Regions from separate parts of the Mus musculus genome. Here region 1 is linked to region 2. A link is a contact called in public HiChIP or PLAC-seq data. All regions are on one chromosome and are shown on one strand. The core of a region is the stretch at or near the end of the contact, and the rest is flanking DNA. Distances in the headings are between cores, read along the strand shown. Region 1 overlaps Immp2l (IMP2 inner mitochondrial membrane peptidase-like (S. cerevisiae)). Region 2 has its middle 110 kb from the start of Immp2l.

Evidence for each region. HiChIP or PLAC-seq counts read pairs in DNA pulled down with a chosen protein or histone mark.
Region 1: a contact with region 2 is called in an H3K27ac HiChIP or PLAC-seq map of large pre-B cells, with 2.4 times the contacts expected there. The contact joins two enhancer-like sites. A contact is called at or near these places in 2 of 115 datasets of contacts at active chromatin or transcription factors (embryonic stem cells and large pre-B cells).

The regions. Positions count from the first base shown.
Region 1 is chr12:41,681,241-41,685,398 of GRCm38.p6, forward strand. All of the region lies in intron 5 of Immp2l (IMP2 inner mitochondrial membrane peptidase-like (S. cerevisiae)), which reads left to right. Among named protein-coding and RNA genes, the nearest start is that of Gm40412, 76 kb to the left of the region's middle. Within about 2 kb of position 1,316, at least 4 of the 459 cell types and tissues checked have an H3K27ac peak or open chromatin away from gene starts, as enhancers often do.
Region 2 is chr12:40,915,127-40,919,020 of GRCm38.p6, forward strand. It overlaps the pseudogene Gm18246. Among named protein-coding and RNA genes, the nearest start is that of Immp2l, 110 kb to the right of the region's middle. Within about 2 kb of position 2,460, at least 36 of the 459 cell types and tissues checked have an H3K27ac peak or open chromatin away from gene starts, as enhancers often do.

The DNA of each region.
Region 1 (4,158 bases), core at 66-2,565, 760 kb after region 2:
ACTAAAGAAACTAGAAATCAACAAGCCAAACAATCCAATTTAAAAATGGGGTAGGGTAGTCTGGAGAGATGGCTCAGTGGTGAAGAGCACTGAGTGCTCTTCTAGAGGTCCTGAGTTCAATTCCCAGCAACTACATGGTGGCTTACAACCATCTGTAATGGGATCTGATGTCCTCTTCTGGTGTGTCTGAAGAGAACTATAATTGAAATCATACATAACATAAATATTTCTTTTTTTTTAAAATGGGGTAGAACGCTACACAGAGACTTCTCATTATAGGAATCTCAAATGGCTGAGAAACATTTAAAGAAATGTTCAACATTCTTTGCCATCAGGGAAATGCAAATCAAAACTACTTTGAGATTCCAAGGTCAATGATATAAGTGATAGGTCATAATTTTCAGGATGTGTAGCAAGTGCACAGCCCTCCATTGCTCATTGGAGTACAATCTTGTACAGCCACTGTAGAAATCAATATAGCCATTTCTTAGAAAATGGGAAAGAGTTTTCCTCAGGACTTAACTATACTACTGTTAGCCATATACCTAAAGGATGCTTCATCCTACCAGAAGGACACTTGCTCAACCATGTTCATTGCTGCTAAGAGTCCACTTCCTCCTTATAGATATGCATGCAAATGTATTTATAGTATCCAGAAACTGGAAACAAACTAGATGTCCCCCAACTGAAGAATAAATAAAGAAAATATGGATTTTTCCCAGATGTTAGGAAAAAAATCCTTCAACCCAAAATGTGTGCTGCCTATTCAATGTGCAGGGACAAAGATAGAGAAGAGACAGAGGGAATGCCCAACCAATGCTGCCCCAAACTGAGACCTATCCCATGGGCAAGAACCAATATCTGATTCTTAATGAATGTTATGCTTGCAGACAGGAGCCTAGCATAATTGTTCTCTGAGAGGTTCTACCCAACAGGCAATGAAAAGAGATGCAGAGATCCCCAGCCAAACATTAGATGGCTTGCCTGCCTGTGGATCCCATTCCTTTATCTGGGCCATCTTGTCTGGCTTCAGTGGGGGTGCATGTGCCTAGTCCTGCAGTGACTTGATGTGCCGGGAGGGGGGGTTGTAGTGTGTGAGGGAATGAGGAGGGAGGGATGGGGGAGGATCTGCATGAGGGAGGAGGAGGAGAGGGGTGCTGATACTGGAATGTGATGTGAATAAATACATAATAAAAAGGATGAAACAACAACAAAATGACATCAATACATTTGCAGGCAGATGGGTGGACCCAGCTTCCATTTTGTGAAGCTCCACTCTCAATGCCTTTCCATTAACCCCCCTAATTGTATGATCTAGTTCAACATGCAGTATCACTTCTTCTTTTAGACTTAGCTTAGTTTTCACAAAGGTCGAATATAAACACAGTGTTTTTTTTTTGGTTTTGTTTTATTTTCTGCCACACATTTAAACAAATGATTTAAACTGGGTCTTTCACATGAACAACTTTCATGTAACTTACTTTTGTTACTACAGTAAAACATTTGCCTGAGGTTTATGACCTAGAATGCTTGCAGCTAAGAGGTCACTCCCTCGTAATACTTTGGTTCTTAACAGTTAAAATTCATGCTTCAAAAACTCAGTTGTGATTATTTCCAAACATGTTTATACTGGCTGCACTTTTATCATACCATCTTATTTAATTACACATTACACACCTTGATGAAATTCAATTAAGGGGAAAAACAAATCAAATATTTAGAACGCCTGAACTAGAATGAGTTTGCTTTCTTAAATGGCTGTCAAATGGGACAAGACAACTGAAAAGTCCCGAGGAAAATGCATAAAAATCTGCAGGGATTCTGTCTGCAGATTTCGATTCAAATATCTTTAAATATGTTCCAATGTAAGGAAATTAAAAGTAGGGTTTGTAACCAGGATATACAGGTGTGCTTTGTAAAATAGAGACTTGTCAAGAATTCAGCTCAGAGGTTTTATAACCAAAGAAAATGTCTTTTTAAAATTTGGAAATGAATTATGCATTGCACATATTATAATATATTATGATGTATTGTGTGAATGTATTTTTGTGTAATCCTTTGCCAACTTAAAAAGAAATTCTGACAATTATCAGTCTGAATTGTATTAAATAAGATAATTTCTTATTTGTTTGACTTTGACTATGCTTTCCTTCCACTTGAAACATCCTAATCCCCTCTCCTTCCTGATTTGTGTTTATCCTTCTCATTCAGTGTCAACAAAGGCACCCTGAGACTCTTTACATGCTCGCACAAATACTTATTAGAAACAACTACACAGGAAAAGCTTAGTATCGTATAAAATGGGGGGTATATTCATCCTGTTTCATATAAGTATGAATAAATCTTATTTTAATTATAAGGACTACATTAAACTTTCCTAATCTGGGTGTCTTAATCTATTGATCTCCATGGTAATCACAGGTTTGACAATGACTCAGAGATTGATAACATTATGTGGATAGAACACATCAAAATGGAGTCATGTATTAATTTGAGAAGTGTCAGGTCCAAAAACTTGTTAGCTTTTCATGCATTAAAGCCAGGGAAATCATTTGTAGCAGAGAAAGGCTGTTGGTATAGACACATGACTGCAAAGCATATCTCTAAATGAATAGCACAGTGGAGTGAGGCAGTAATTGGCAACACAGGATTTTAGTGAATATAGAGGTTTCCATGGCAAGCCTGTTTCATCTAATCAACGTGGTATTTTGCAATCATGGAGAGAATATAATTATAAGCATTTATTATCTAAGTGGACTGGTTTTTGATAAGGGTGAAATAGAACTGCTTTTGTTTGAGAGGGATAGGTATCCAATCCAAAGAGTCAGAGATTATGGTTATTATGTGTTTCTGGTGCTTCCAAGGGAACACAGGCTTCTCTTGGATTTGCTTTTTGTGACCAAATAGCTGTTTAACCACAGATGTGCTAGAGGTTTAGAGATGAATATATACCCCTTCACTGGTGACTGGTATATAGCATGCTGTTAACAGAGAATAATTTGTTTTATACCCAGTAAGAGTCCAGCAATAATAAATGGAGCATGGTGTGGATATAATAATGGACATATAGGGATGGAACTGAAAATAACACACCCTGGAGACAAGTCCATGCATTACAGTTGTCCTTTGATTTCTTTGAGTCTTGGTTCCAAGATGGCCAAAACAAGAAGAATCAATTATCAATTATCTTCAGTCTTGTTCACGTACTTAGCTGTATGAACTGTGCCCTATGTATGCCCAAGGACAAGGCCATTAAGTTCATCATGTAGAAATTATAGATGCCAGTGCCATCGGGGACATTTCTGAAACAAGTGTCTTCAACACTTACATGCGTCTCAAGCTCTGTGTCAAGATGCATTTCTGTGCGAGCTGCGTCATCCATAGCCAGGTGGTCAAGAATTGATCTTGGGAAGCCTAGAAAGACTAAACATCCTTAGCATGGTTTAGACCTGCTGGTGTTGACCTACAACCTCCACCAGTTCATGCAAAGAGCTGGCTTGATAAGGACAGAGGAAAATCATCTGGGGGCGGGGGGGGGGGCAGGAAATTATAGTTTCAAGAAAAAGAAAAACAGAACAAAAAAACATGACCTTTGAGAAGATTGCTCAGATTAGACAATCAGGAAAGGACAGTTTCTTCAAAACACAGTGTTAGAAAATCAGTGTATGTTTATGCCAAGAATGAAAGCATGAATTTGGACCTTTATCTTGTACCATGCATAATAGTCAACTCAAAGGATTTTAAAGTCTTCCTTGAAATCCTCAAGCTCCTAGAACAGGAGAAAACTAAGTAAGAGCAAAGTCTTGTGTCACTGGTTTTGCTAGTGTGATGGATATGATACTAACATGCCAGTCTTCAAAACAGAAACTATACATGTGGAACACATCAGACTAAATAATTTCTTCATATTAAAGAAAGCAAACATAGTGAAAACACAGTCTGTGGAATCAGAGTAAATGCATGCAAGCTATGTAGGTGGCCTACACACACACACACACACACACACTCACTCACTCACTCACTCACTCACTCACTCACTCACTTACAAACTTGTACATATATTTCATACACGCATTTTCTGCTATAGTACTTCTGGTCTTAGTTTCTCCTCCCATTCATGAGATAAAATACTCTGACAAAAGCAAGAAGGGTTTTTGT
Region 2 (3,894 bases), core at 1,210-3,709:
ACACATGGCTCCTTATACTAAGTTAAATTAAGTTATAACTTAGTTTTTGAGTCACCCTAGCCACATTTTGAGTGCCCGATTGCCCTATGTGTTTAGTGACTAACAATAGTAAGCATCAAGAATGTAGTCCGTCATTGTGGAAAGGTATTGGGTAGCACTAGTTTTGAGCTCAAAGTATCAACATGTTAAGCTCCTTCTAGAAGAAATTCACATGAAAACATCTGAGCCCACTTCTAGTGATCATTCTAAAGGTGCAGTTTCCATTTGGGAATTAAGTTACAATCTCATATCAATTGCCAGTAGTTCTGACTAACCTTAACAACCATATTATGTTTCCAAAGTCATACTTTGAATTAGCAAGTTATCAGTGGGCAAGATTATCTTGTTATACAGTGGCTTTTAGTTTTTGCTGATCACATTGTATCTTAGTCAGGGTTTCTATTTCTGTACAAACATCATGACCAAGAAGCAAGTTGGGGAGGAAAGGGTTTATTCAGCTTACACTTCTGTTATACTGCTGCTCATCACCAAAGGAAGTCAGGACTGGAACTCAAGCAGGGCAGGAAGCAGGAGCTGATGCAGAGGCCATGGAGGGATGTTACTTACTGGCTTGCTTCCCCTGGCTTGCTCAGCCTGCTCTCTTATAGAACCAAGACTACCAGCCCAGAGATGGCACCACCCACAAGGGTACCTCCCCCCTTGATCACTAATTGAGAAAATGCCTTACAACTGGATCTCATAGAGGCATTTCCCCAACTGAAGCTCCTTTTTCTGTGTTAACTCCAGCCTGTGTCAAGTTGACACAAAACTAGCCAGTACACATTGACTCTGATTTTGACACATCAAACTATTTGATAAAAGTAATCATGTTTTGGCATATTTCATTATAATTAATTTAGTTGTATATAGAAATTAAAATAATATCTACAAGGACAAATGTCTTGCTTAGAAACCTTAAAAACACATGCCCTCCCTGGAAGTGTAGGGTGAAGGCTGTAACTCAGTGGGAAAGTGTTTGCCTAGCATTTATGAAGCCTGGATTCAATTAACAACCACCACCACCACCAACAACAACCACCACACACACACACACACACACACACACACACACACACACTATGCTGGTTTTTGTTGTTGTTCAACTGGACTCAGTCTAGAATCAATGAAGGAAAGGGACCCTCAGACTGCCCAGTGAGCAAGTCTGTGGTGGCATTTTCTTGGTTGCTGATTGATGTGGAAAGGCCTGGCCCATTGTGGGTGGTGCCATCCCTAGGCACCTGGGTTTAGGCTGTAGAAGAAAACATTCCTCCATAGTCTCTGCCTCTATTCCTGCACTGAGCTCCTACCCTGACTTCCCTCAAGAAAGGATCATCTTCTGGGAGTTAAAAGATTAAATAAACCCTTTCCTCCTCTAAGCTGTTTCTGGTCAGTGTACATCAGAGAAGCAAACTAGGATACAAACATGATGCATTATTGCCTTTATAATACTGGTTTGGAATGTAGCTTAGTGGTACATTATGTTCTTAGCATATACAAACACCCAGATCTAACCCTCAGCAACACACACACACAAGCACACACCACACACACTTCATCTCGCCACCCTAGAGAACTAGTAATTTAAATAAAGAGGTGTTCCCCAAAGTGGATACCAGGCTCTTTGAGAAAGACTGAGAAGAAATAAGGAGACACATTGTCATTTTACATACTTTCTCTCTTGGTATCAATACAAAGACGTAAGTGTGGAACAGGAAACAGTAATGCAAAGGCCTCATGTTGAAGGGGTTAAAAGATCATTTGGCTATATTTGTCCATGTCTTGGTCATTACAGGCTAGGAGGTGGGTCTGGGGTCATTAATATGCTAAGGATCTCCTATGCCTCATCTCATTCCTCTCTACCTACCTTTGATGCAAGTGTTACTCTGATTGTCTTATTTTCTATATTGTACCTAATGAGACTGGCTCATTTAAGGAGTCCAGACTTACATGTCTACTAAATAAGGGATACTGGATCCCAGGTTAGAAATAAAGTCTAAAGTCAGAGGTAGGACCCTGGAACATTAGGCAAATGCCTGCCGGGCCTTTGTAAGGAATTATAAGTACATTAGAATATGACTCTGATGACTCTATTTAGGCAGTCTTCAGGTTTGCTTAAGAATATTTATTTATGTCGACAGGGGCTGAAGGGCTGCGGCTGAAGGGCTGAGGAGCTTGGAGCAGCCTAATCACTGAACCCTGTGGCTGGGGAGACACCCTTCTGATTTGCTCCACATCCCGTGTGCTTCCCTCAGGATCACAAATTCTTCGAGGATGGGGATATGCAGCGGCGCTTGTGCTTACAGGCCATGCTCACTCAAGTGTCCGAGATGCTGGAAAAGTCCACGGTGCCAGAGTTCACCTGTCAGGTGGCTGGCTGTTGCCAAGGTTTTGCCTCCTTAGTGGACTACCAGCACCACTACCACATGATGCAAAGAAGCACCTGCTCTTTCTGCAGCTGTGCCTTCCCCTCTGGGCATTTGCTGGGTGTGTACTTCCTGGAATGACAGAACTCTTTGTTTTAGATCCTGGCCCAGAGGCAAGACATGTAAGGGGGGGAGGGGCCTCAGGTGAAAACTGCCCAGAGAAGTGCAAGACCAGCCAAGACCAGATCACATGGTAAGGCTACACATGTACCCTGCGGATATCTGATTTGATAAACTCAAGACAAAGGGAGGCCCAGCCATGCCAGCTCTTGCAGATGCAGCAGCCAGAGCCTTGAAAAACGAGTGATGCCATGAAGATCTGCTCTGAACTGCTGCCCCTGGAGGAGGACCTACAGCCACAGAATATCTTCTACTATCTGTTTTTGCAGCCAGAGGATTTAAAAGCACCAAGAAAAAACAAAAACAAACACCACTGATGGATTCTAGCTAGGAAAGCCAGACAGATTTTCAGGGAGTTCTGGGCCGTAGCCTTTCTCTTGCTTCTGGACCAATGTCCTGAGCTGAACCCCTGCCACCTCCTTATTTCCATCTCTGGTCACTTGAAGCAACCAGTGTGTAGAAACCCAGAATCTGCAGATTCCAGAAATAACCAGGACACACTGAGGGAGAGAAATGGAGAGACTACCTACTTGCTCTGCAGTGGCTACTCTAAGAATGTCACTATTAAGCATATGTAATGAATTCATTTTCACTAAAAAAAAGAATATTTATTTACTAACAGTAGATGTACATGTGTTCATCCGTAGTAATATCTAATTGGTTATAGTGATATGTGGCCTGGAGAAGTGGCCTAGTGGTTAAGAGCTCTGGCTGCTTTTCCAAAGGATCCAAGTTCAAGTCCTAGCACCCACATGACAGCTCATAACTCCAGTTCCAGGAGATCTATTGTCCTCCTGTGCCCTCAGTGGTCACCAATTACATATGTGCTGCACATATATACATGCAGGCAAAGCATCCATAAATCTAAAACAATAAAATAACTTTTTTAAACTGTGTGTGTCTCTGTGTGTATTAGGGATTTCACACAAGACCTTGTACATGCTCAGCCAATACTACACTATTAAGCTATATACTGATGATTATTAATAGTCTGCCAGAAGAGTTTAAAAGTTACTTTTCTTAGACATACTTATTGCCATTTCCCTCTTGCAGTGTCTTAACCCGAGGTTGGTAACTCAATCAGATCTTATTTATTCTGGGAGCTGTGAAAACATCCACTTCTGGGCTCAGTTGTGCAGCTTTCATACGGGGCCCTGGTACTGAAAGGAGGGAAGCTGAATAGGGAAGAATACAAATGAAGACCATAGGCCACTGAGTCCCATCTCAAATCAGGATCATTGACTTCTGCAATCCATTCTTGTTACCACCACCCTATTTTTGTCTAACGCATAAGCAATAGCTAACCCTGTTT